2 separate regions of the Rattus norvegicus genome follow, and region 2 is linked to region 1. The links are chromatin contacts, called in public Hi-C maps. All regions are on one chromosome and are shown on one strand. The core of a region is the stretch at or near the end of the contact, and the rest is flanking DNA. Distances in the headings are between cores, read along the strand shown. Region 1 overlaps LOC134486754 (a long non-coding RNA gene). Region 2 has its middle 36 kb from the start of Mtpn.

Evidence for each region. Hi-C and Micro-C count contacts between places; a contact is called where the count stands out from the background.
Region 2: a Hi-C map of frontal cortex shows a contact between it and region 1, with 1.6 times the contacts expected there. The contact joins two enhancer-like sites. A contact is called at or near these places in 4 of 12 Hi-C or Micro-C datasets (the A7r5 cell line, frontal cortex and liver).

The regions. Positions count from the first base shown.
Region 1 is chr4:65,013,274-65,018,427 of GRCr8, reverse strand. LOC134486754 (a long non-coding RNA gene) reads right to left here. Exons shown (of 2, transcript XR_010066134.1): 1 at 3,822-5,154; 2 at 2,498-3,219. Among named protein-coding and RNA genes, the nearest start is that of Fam180a, 41 kb to the right of the region's middle. Within about 2 kb of position 2,262, at least 18 of the 93 cell types and tissues checked have an H3K27ac peak or open chromatin away from gene starts, as enhancers often do.
Region 2 is chr4:65,115,650-65,120,803 of GRCr8, reverse strand. No RefSeq gene overlaps it. Among named protein-coding and RNA genes, the nearest start is that of Mtpn, 36 kb to the left of the region's middle. Within about 2 kb of position 1,948, at least 3 of the 93 cell types and tissues checked have an H3K27ac peak or open chromatin away from gene starts, as enhancers often do.

The DNA of each region.
Region 1 (5,154 bases), core at 1,013-3,512:
AACAAGGAACTCTTTCATATCACCAATATTGGTGCAACAACCGAGCCACCATATCATCATGCGTGATAGCAAATCCTGCTCACTTCATTAACTAAATCCACTAAATAAAGCTTACTTAGTAATGGAGCCACCAAGGGTCATAGTGTCCCTTCCCCTATTCTGAGAGACCTTTCTCGATCACACATAGTAACTATACAGCCATGATTTCCTGTGTGCCTTTATGCTAAAACGAGTCACCAAACCCTCTCAATACCGTCCCAATCCTCTCCCACCAGCCAAGACAGGAAGAGGAGAGAAGAGGCCAACTTGATTCTATCCAGGATCTCAAGAGTTAAACTGACATTGACAGTGTTCTGGTGCAATGCCTTAGGACAGAAGTAATGGCAAGACCCCCTTCCTCAAATCAAAGAGTAATCTCAATGCCAGCATCAACACCTAAAGTCACAGTGTTGCTGCCCAACAGCGACCCACAACACGACGGTGTCCTTCAGCTATAAACACTTATTTTTGCTCATGAGTTGATGGATGGGTTGCTCCGTGCCGCTGATCTGAGCAGTCCCACTCCTGTTTCTAGTCACCACTGTGCCCTTGCAAAGTCACATGCTGCTCCTATTTGGTGACCACACCAAACTCTAGGTCCTCTAGTCAGGGTAGTCGGGGACGGAGTATTTCAGAGCAAAAGGTCTCACCTTGTACAGAAGCCATTCATGGGCCACTGACGACGTCAGTTTTCTACAGAGCCTGAAAGGAAAAAGGCTGGAAGAGATTCGAATTCCAAAAGCAGGTGAAGAGCTTGAGTTGAGAAGGGGAACTCCATGGTAGAATTAAGAAAGGGTTGGTAGGGCAGGATGCATGTGTTTCCGGTGGTCCTAGCAATTTAGTCTCAAAGTTTCAATGCCTGTTTTCTTCTTCACTATCAACAACCACAAATACTTTGTTTCCCATGCCGGTTTCCCTTTTCCTTCAGATTCAAACACAGTCTGTTCACCTTGAATGAACACACATTTGACCTTATGTGCCTCTCCAGATACCGACATTCTCTGAATTTAAAAAAATAAAAAAGGAAGGAGGAGAAGATATTGAGGTCCTGACATGATTGTTTCCTTCAAAGCAGGTCTGGCCATGACTGTCTGGGGACGATGTTGGCCTTGCCACAGTTCGTGACGCTAAAAGATGAAGCCACTCTGCATCGTGTTGCCCTTGATGTGGAATAAACACCGATCCCAGCAGCTCACAGTCTGCTCAGAACTGAGCAGAGAGAGTCGCTCTGCTTCAACAGAAAACCCCATAGCCTACTTCCCGATGATAGTTTCTACAGAAGCTGGGCACAACGAGCGTATCTGTGGGGCTCTCGAAGGGTTACTGGTTTCCTTGTGAGGGGACTGCACAGAGGAAATGACCAGGAACCTAGGCCATTGGCGTCTGAGGAAAATGGAAGCTCCTAAGCTTCCTTAGCCCCTAGGTTATGTCACCTGGGGAGACCGTCAAAGCAGGGCTGAGTATACATAGGCAGAAGAGGAAACTGAGGCACCACCAGTAGTAGCTGTCTCAGTAGGCAACCATGGAAGTGTTGGCTACAAGACCATCAGCCAACCCAGTCAAGAAAGCAGAACACAGGGTGCTGTTTGGGGCGGGGTTTAAGGGGACTAAAGTGAACATCTGAACCAAAGTGGTCTGAAAGAAAAAGTTTGTGTTTGGGCTAGAACATCCAGACGCAGCACATCACCAAAAAGGGTATGAATCCCCATGCTTCATGTTAACCATTTCCAGAAAATTCCAATGACCTAAAGCAGGTAGACAGGTGCTCAAACCTGTGCCAAACTACCAGGGTGGCAAGCTGCCTCTCTGCCGTCCCCAGAATCCTCAGGGTTTCATTGTCAGTGTGGACCATTGGTGTGTAGATGATGTGGAACGTGTCCCAAACAGAAGGGACAAGGCAGGCCAAGAACTCAGAATCTACAAAGTAGTCTCGGCCTCCTCCTATGTCTTCCGTCTGGAGCGTGAAGAGCGATTTGGTCACATTCTAGAGCTTCAGGGTCAAGTTTAATGTCCTCCCCTTAGTCTCCAAACACAAGATTCACCATCCGCTTCGGCTCGCACTTGGGCTGGGTATATTTCTACTCCCTTCCCCTCCTCTGCATTGCTAATAATTGACGCTGACACAAATCGCCACGGAGGACACATTCCTCAGGCTGCGGACCACTGATTTTGACCTTAATGTTGCTCATCTCAAGCCAAGTGCACAAATGCAATGGATTAGAGCAAGCAAACAGAAGTCCAGCCCTCCGGCAACCGGCTCAGCGGTAGTACCTCCCCCGCCACCCCGCCCCCGGCTCAAGTTTCCTTTCTCCTGGGAAGAGAGTGCCATCTTGTGGGCGATCAGTGAACTTACGCATACGCCACTCCACTTTTCTTTTCTTTTCTTTCTTTCTTTCTTTCTTTCTTTCTTTCTTTCTTTCTTTCTTTCTTTCTTTCTTTCTTTCTCTCTCTCTCTCTCTCTTTCTTTCTTTCTTCCTTCCTTCCTTCCTTTCTTTCTTCCTTCCTTTATTTCTTTCTTTCTTTCTCTCTCTCCTTCCTTCCTTTCTTTTCTTTCTTTCTCCACTCCATTTTTCTTTCTTTCTTTCCTTCCTTCCTTCTTCCTTCTTCCTTCCTTCCTTTCTTCCTTTCTTTTTCCTCCTTCCTTCCTTTCTTCCTTTCTTTTTTCTTCCTTTCTTCCTTCCTTCCTTTCTTCCTTTTGTTTTCCTTCCTTCTTTCCTTTCTTCCTTTCTTTTTTTAGGTTATTTTATTTATTTACATTACAGTCATTGCCCACCTCCACCCCCCACCCCTGTTCCTCATTTTATTCCTCTTGCCTCCCAGAGGGTGTTCCCCACCCCCACCAGGCCTCCTCCTTCCCTGGGGGAGGGTTAGACGCATCTTTGCATCGTCTCCCACTGTAGCCAGACCAGGCGGTCCTCTGCGTATATGTGCCAGGGGTCTCAGATCGGCTCCTGTTTGCTCCTGGTTCTTGGCTCAGTTTCTGGGAGCTCCCTGGGGCCTGGGTTAGTTGAGACTGCTGGTCTTTCTATGGGGTTGCTCTCCCTTTCAGCTTCTTCAATCCTTCCCCTAATTCAATCATTGAGGTCCCCGACTTCAGTCCAGTTGTTGGATATGTATCTTCCTCTGTCTCAGTCAGCTGCTAGTAGGGCCTCTCAGGGGACAGCCATGCTAGGCTCCTGTCTGTAAGCACACCATAGCATCAGTAATAGTGTCAGGTTTTGGTGGCCCCCATGAGAAGGATCCCAAGTTGGGCCTGTCATTGGACCGCCTTTCCTTCAGTTATTTCTCCATTTTTGTCCCTGCAGTTCTATTAGACAGGAACAATTCTGGGTCGGAAATTTTAACCGAGAATTAGTGACCCTGTCCCTCCATTGAGTCCCTGTCTATCTACTCTTCAAGTGCCCTCTCCTCAGTGTTAGGCATTTTGGCTAAGGTCACCCCCCAATGAGTCCTGAGAGCCTAGCACCTCCCAGGTCTCTGGGACTTCCTAGAGAGCACTTCCACTTCCCACCCTCCCCCCTGAGGCTGCTGATTTGCATTCATTCTCTTGGCCTCTGGGCTTCTCTCCTGTCCCCTCATATCTGATCCTGTTCCCCCTTTCCCCTCTCCCACCCAGGTCCAACCATCCCTCTGCCTCCCATGATTATTTCCTTCCCCTTCTAAGTAGGACTGGAGCCTCCTCACATACACCTTTCTGCCTGTTACTCTTCTTATGGTCTGTGGGCTGTATCGTAGGTAGTCTGGACTTTTGGGTTAATATCCACTTATCAGTGAGTACATACCATACATGTCCTCTTGGGTCTGAGTCTTCTGCACGGTATCCAGGCCATCCCAACACTGCTCTTAGGGGTGAGCTGATCCTGATTTTCAGCATCTGCTGACAGTGTAACATCACAGCTGCAGGAGATACACACGGCATGACACACACCATGACACACACTGTGACACACACTGTAACACACACCGTGACCCCAGCTCCCAACCTGTGGAATGAGCTGACCCCATCCTGCCACCAGAGACCATCTTGTGTTCATCTGTAGAGAAGCTCTCCTGCTCACTACTCAGAGAGATGTCCACAAAAGAGTGCCAGCACTTAAGAGGCTGAGGCAGGAAGGTAGAGAGTTCAAGGCCAACCTGAGCTACACAGCAAGACTCTGTCTCACAGGAAAAAAAAATCTAGAAGGCCAGATCTAGAACCGAATGATCTAAAGAACTACCAAGCAACAGCAAAATGGCAAGCAGAGAAGTTGTACCTTTCCACTCATTTAGAGAGACAGGGTTCACAGGTCTTGGTTGTCTGTCCCACCAGAGCTGCTTTTCACAAGTGGTAGTACATAGGGGGCAGCACTGGGATTCCTGTTAAAATTCACCAGTGCCATGTGCCTTGATAAATATGTCATTTTCTCAAGTAAGCTCCAATCTCATCTTCTCCTCCGTCCTCCTTTCTGTGTCACCTAGGAGGTTCTGAAGATTCTCACATTAAAAGGGCCAACAGGGGGATGCGCAAACAGCCCCCCAAGCAGGAAAATGCTTCTGAGACAGTGGTACTTACTCAGCACCTCATAAATGCCAGGAAACCAGCAGATCTCATTTCATCCTTGAAGCAACTCTGTCTGTAGCCATCAACTACCAACTCAGTTGGTAAATAAGAAATATGGGGGGCGGGGGTCAGTAATAGAGCTGTTCAGGGCCATTCAGTGTGATACTGGTACGACTGAGGTGACTCAAATGGTGGCCTTCAGAGTTCAAAGTAGGTCGGTGTAGCCAACGTGCCTTTGGATGGCAGGAATCAGAGCTCATTGGAGACATTTTCCATGTCATATTGTTGCATGAATAAGACCCCAGGTTTATGCCATGCAGGCTCTGTGTACCCTCATACAAACACGTTTGTATTTCTATCCCCTCTTCTCTTCTCTATCCGACACCAAAGAAGAATAAATACCTAAGAGCCACGCCCTTCCCCTTCAGCCTCCTACTTGGAAGTATGATCCAGTGAGCCCAGAGTTAGATGAAGAGTCTCAAAGACCCAGATATGAGAAACCGAGGTGTGGGCAGGGTGGGAGCAGGGGAGGAGGGAGATCTGGCAAGGCAGAAGGAAACGGGGGTCAGCTACAT
Region 2 (5,154 bases), core at 699-3,198, 100 kb before region 1:
TATTGAACAAAAGGAAACTAACCGTAGTTGCTAGTTTTTTTCTTCACAGAGCTATGCGGTTAAGGGTTTGCCTGGTGTTTCTTGATATCAACGTTTTATCATGCTGTGAATCAACCCTTAGGATTTTTTTCTAAAAACTGCATTCATGTTTTGGCTCCACTCTTTCTCTTTGAAATTGTCTACTCATGAAAGAGGATATGGGTTTTCTTAATAAGCCTCTGGACTAATCACGTCAGGGAGCTGTGGAAGCAGATTCCAAATACAGGATTGTGGACCACGTGCCTTCAAACTCAGCCCACAACCTGAGAGCAGCCCTTCCTGTTATCGGACGCAGAGGAAATCCTGGCAGCAGTGACCGAGTTTCTGGTGTCCGTAAAGCATCCACGGAAAGTTAAAGATTCTCTCTGCTCAGCCCTACTCCCAGTGACTCCAGCTTCAGCTATATTAAGGGGATCAAAAAGTGATAAATGTCCTTGAGCCAGAAGAAAGATCCGAGAACCTTGATCTCACAAGTTTGGAGTACAGAACAGGAAATGGTGTTGAGGCTGTTTACAGTGATCGGTTTTGAGAAGGCAGTTGTAGATTCTCAGAAACCTAAGAGCGTTTTGCTTTCAAGCCTTAAGTGGGGGATCTAAAAGTGTGGAAATGGGAACAGTGTCCCAGAAACAAGGATGCTAGGCCATCTGGCTGGCTGCAAAGGTACATCATTTCTAGGGACAGTGCTCCAGATCACTTCTCGGCCAGGTTCTGGGCCCTTACCCCAACTGCCGTGTGTGTCTGGGCACTCAGCACCTAGCCACCCACACTAACCATGTCTTCCAAGTTGCTTATTAAGCTTAACTTATGTTCACTATTCTTGTAATCAACTAAATTTAAAACCTGTGTTTCATCTTGACTCCCTCAAAAAGCTACCACTGTCTCGTTCATATTGCTACCCCTGGTGCAAGATGTGATACTGCCCCAGCTCCCAGCAGAAAGCCTACATTGGAAACCTAGGTAATATGCTATTATCCAAACTATATACCCCTTTATTACTTGCTGTCTGAGTCATCTGGACTGTTTCTGCTCCATCAGCCTGTCCTCGGGGTACACCTCTCCTGGCCACATACTCATGATCCGTCCAGTCTCATGGCAGCCTCCTCCACTCTTCCTCTCTTCATCTTCTCTCCCCCCCATCCCTGTTGTCCCTTTCAGGATGTCTGACTGAATTCTCAGGTCCCGCCTTTATCACCCAATCGCAGCCTATATCCTTTTTTTTTACCAATAGCCTTGAATTGTATAGCAAAGTTTACACAATAAAGGCCAGTGTATACAAGGATGCACTTGTCTGGAAGGGGCAAGGGGAGGGGTGGGAGTGGGGGACCAGATCTTGGGGTTCAGAATTTAGCAACCCCTAACAGGATCTGAAAAAAAAAATTGAAGTCCCTGTTTCATGGACCTCAAAATATTACTCTATTTGTAAACAGCTGGGGTCCTTATTATAAGACAACACGAAGGCATGGAAACACTCTAACCAAGTAAAGGTGGAGGCAGACGTAAGTGACACAACTGTCTGTCAAAGCGAAGGATTGACAGCCACCACTAGAAGTGAGGAAGAAGGGGAAGGATTCTAGGCCGGAGTCTCAGAGGGAACCCAGCCCTGCCAATACCCTGACTTCTACATCCCATCCTTTAGCACTAGGGGGCGAATTCCCACGGGATCAAACCCCCGCAGGATCTTGCATTACATCCTCCTGCCACTGTCTTTGCTGCGCTGTTTGATTTCTGCCTGCCCATAACCCACCTGGAGACTTGTCTCCAGGGAGCACACAAATTCTCTAAAAGTCCTTGTAAGCAAGTTGATCTAGTAGTAGTCTTCAAACTCTCCCTGGGCTACAGACTGAACTACACACTTCAGGGACCACCACTGTCCCCATTTTTGTGGCCCCAGGCCTAGCATGGTGTCTGGCATTTCATAAGTGCCCAATAGTTGATTTAAAAATCCAGGACCCGGGGCTGGGGATTTAGCTCAGTGGTAGAGAGCTTACCTAGGAAGCGCAAGGCCCTGGGTTCGGTCCCCAGCTCCGAAAAAAAAAAAAAAATCCAGGACCCTAGTGTGTGTGCTGGGTGCGTCCCAGGTAGATGTAGCCCTGCCTTCTTTAAAGAATTTACTGATAAAATGACTTTAGTTTCTCCAGGCAAAAGAGGGGGAAATACAATTTTCTTTCCTGGTAACCTCAACTAATAAGTCATTAGAAGAAAGAAGCCTGGCCTGAAGCTCCAGGGAGCCCATTAGTCCTTGGTGATCCCTCTCGGAAGAGAACCCACCTCCCATGATCAGCCTTCCTGTTTATTAATACATGACAGGCTTGTTCTTCCACCCATTGTTACCTGGGCTTGCAGAGTCCTTTGAAGGCATAAATAAAAGATGGTCAGCTGGTCTCATTACCCTAGGAGGTTGTCTGTGCTGAGAATTCTCACAGCCTTCTAGACAGGATTTGCTACTGCAAAAACCAACTAACAGAGCCCTGTCCCATTCGCAGAGATGCTTAGTGATTCAGAGAACCACCAAACAGGACAAGTCTTCAAATATGACGGCCATTCAGGTTGTTTTTCAAAGTTTCTTAGCAGGGCAGAGGACTTTAGCTTATCAGTTAAGTCTGTCCTCCATGATTCTAGCACCCACTCATATATCAAAGTCAGGTAACAGGCCAGAAGATGGCTGCTCTTCCAACTACTTCCAAAACCGTTTTTCCCCACCCCTCTTCCTGCCTTTCTCCCACTGGGATATTTCTTTTGCCTTAACAATGAAGAGACAACCCTTACTGAATAGAGGAGATGGGGGAAAGAGGTATAGTATAGGAAAGTCTAGCCTTGAAGCTAAAAGCAAAAGGAAAGAAGACAAGACGTCTCAGTGGGCGGCAACATAACAACAAGGCTAAAGTAAAGGTCCCAGTTCAATTCCAGGGACCTAACTAATTGAAGGAGAGAACCAACACCCACAAGTAATCCTCAGATCTCAGCACATTCTCACATATGCACTTAACATAGAAATACACAAAGACTCACACACACTAAAGCAAGTGTTTAAATTTTTTAAAAGTGTAATATGTATTGTCAAAAGAGAGTATAGTCAATCAAGGCCAGTAAGTTGGTGTTGCAGTTAAAGGCGCATGGCACCAAGCCTGAGTTTGATCCCCTGGACCCATGGATAGAAGAGTTCTGAATCCTTAAGTTACCCTCTGACCACATGTGTGCTGCCATGGGTGTGTACATACACAGATGCACATGGGGGAGGAAGGAACAAATAAATGATTAAAACAAGGGAGAAGTACAGTAGGGATCAATTAATGGCACAAGTCATAGGAGTAGGCCAAATCTGTATCAGTTTTGCAGAGAAGCACATTTTTTAAGTGATTTTTGAGGTCTATGGAGGCTCAAAACTCTCAAGGGTAGCCAAGATTTTATTTTCCAATATTCTGTCTGATCCAAAATACTCAACACTCTTCACCATCCCAAAAGAAAAGGCAAAAGAGTGTGCTTGAGAATGTAAAAGGAAGGGATGAAAGATGGGCTCAGCCTTAAGGAAATGTGTAATCTTTAAACCACTTTGGAAATCAATCTGGCGGTTCTTGAGGTGCTACCTGAAAACCCAACTATACCACTCCTGGGCATATATCCAAAAGATGCTCCAACCTACAACAAGGATGCACGCACCACTATATTTATAGCAGCCTTATTTATAATAGTCAAAAGCTGGAAACAACACAGATGTCCCTCAACAGAAGAATGGATACAGAAAATGTGGTACATTTACAAATTGGAGTACTACTCAGATAATAAAAACAACGACTTAACGAAATTCACAGGTAAATGAGTGAGGTAACACAAACACACACACACCATACATGGTATGTACTCACTGATAAGTGGATATTAGCCAAAAAATTCAGAAAACCCACAATACAACCCACAAACCATATAAGAGCTTAAGAAGAAGGAAGGCCAAAGTGTGGATACTTCAATCCTATATAGAAGGGGGAACATAATCGCAGTAGGTAGAAGGAGGGAGGGACCTGTGGGGGGACATTCAGGTATTGGAAGGGACAGGAGAGAAGGACAGAGGGTCTGGAAATCGACTAAAAATGTAGCAGTAGGGGATGAGGAGCTGGAGCAGCTAGAAAGTCCCCGATGCCAGGGAAGCGAGAGACTCCCAGGACCCAACAGGGATGACTTTAGCTGAAACATGCAACAAGGGAGATAGAACCTGTAGAGACCTCCTCATGTAGATAGGCATGGCCCCCAGTTGTGGGATGGGGCCACTCACCCATCTCAAAATTTTTAACCCAGAAATGTTCCTGTCCAAAAATGGAACAGACTGAAGGAAAGGCCATTCAGAGACCACTCTACCTAGGGATCCATCCCATCTGCAGACACCTTGCTGATGCCAAGAAGCCCTTGCTGTCAGGAGCCTGATACAGCTGTTCTCTGAGAGTTTCTACCAGCACTGGACCAATACAGATGCAGATACAGCCAACCATCAGACTGAGCCTGAGGACCCCAATGAAAGGATTGAAGGAACTGAAGGGGATTGCAACTCCATAGGGAGAACAATATCAACTAACCAGACCACCCAGAGCTCCCAGAGTCTAAACCACCAACCAAAGAATATACATGGAGGGATCCGTGGACTCCAGATACATGTGTATCAGAGGATGGCCTTATCTGGCATCAATGGGAGGAGAGGCCCTTTGTCCTGTAGAGTCTTGATGTCCCATCATAGAGGGATACTAGAGCGATGAGGCAGGAGTGGGTGAGTGGATGGAGGAGCACCCTCATAGAGGCAAAGGGGAGGGGAGAGAGGGCAGATGGGATGTGGGGGGGTAGAAGGGTAACTTGGAAGGCGGATATCATTTGAAATGTAAACAAATAAAATGAGTAATTAAAAAAAAAACCAGCTGCTGATGACCACCTGCTTCCTCTCCAAAGTCCTTTTTGGCCTCTGGGTCATGGCTGCTAGCTGTGGCCATTCTGAACCCCTGTCATGGATAACTCGCTGTTGGGTAATGTTAAATCATATAATCTAAAGAAGACTTTTAACAAGGAGCTACATAATCTTCCAGACCTAACAGCCTATCTCTGAGGTAGCTGGAATGTTGCTCGTGGAGAGCCTAC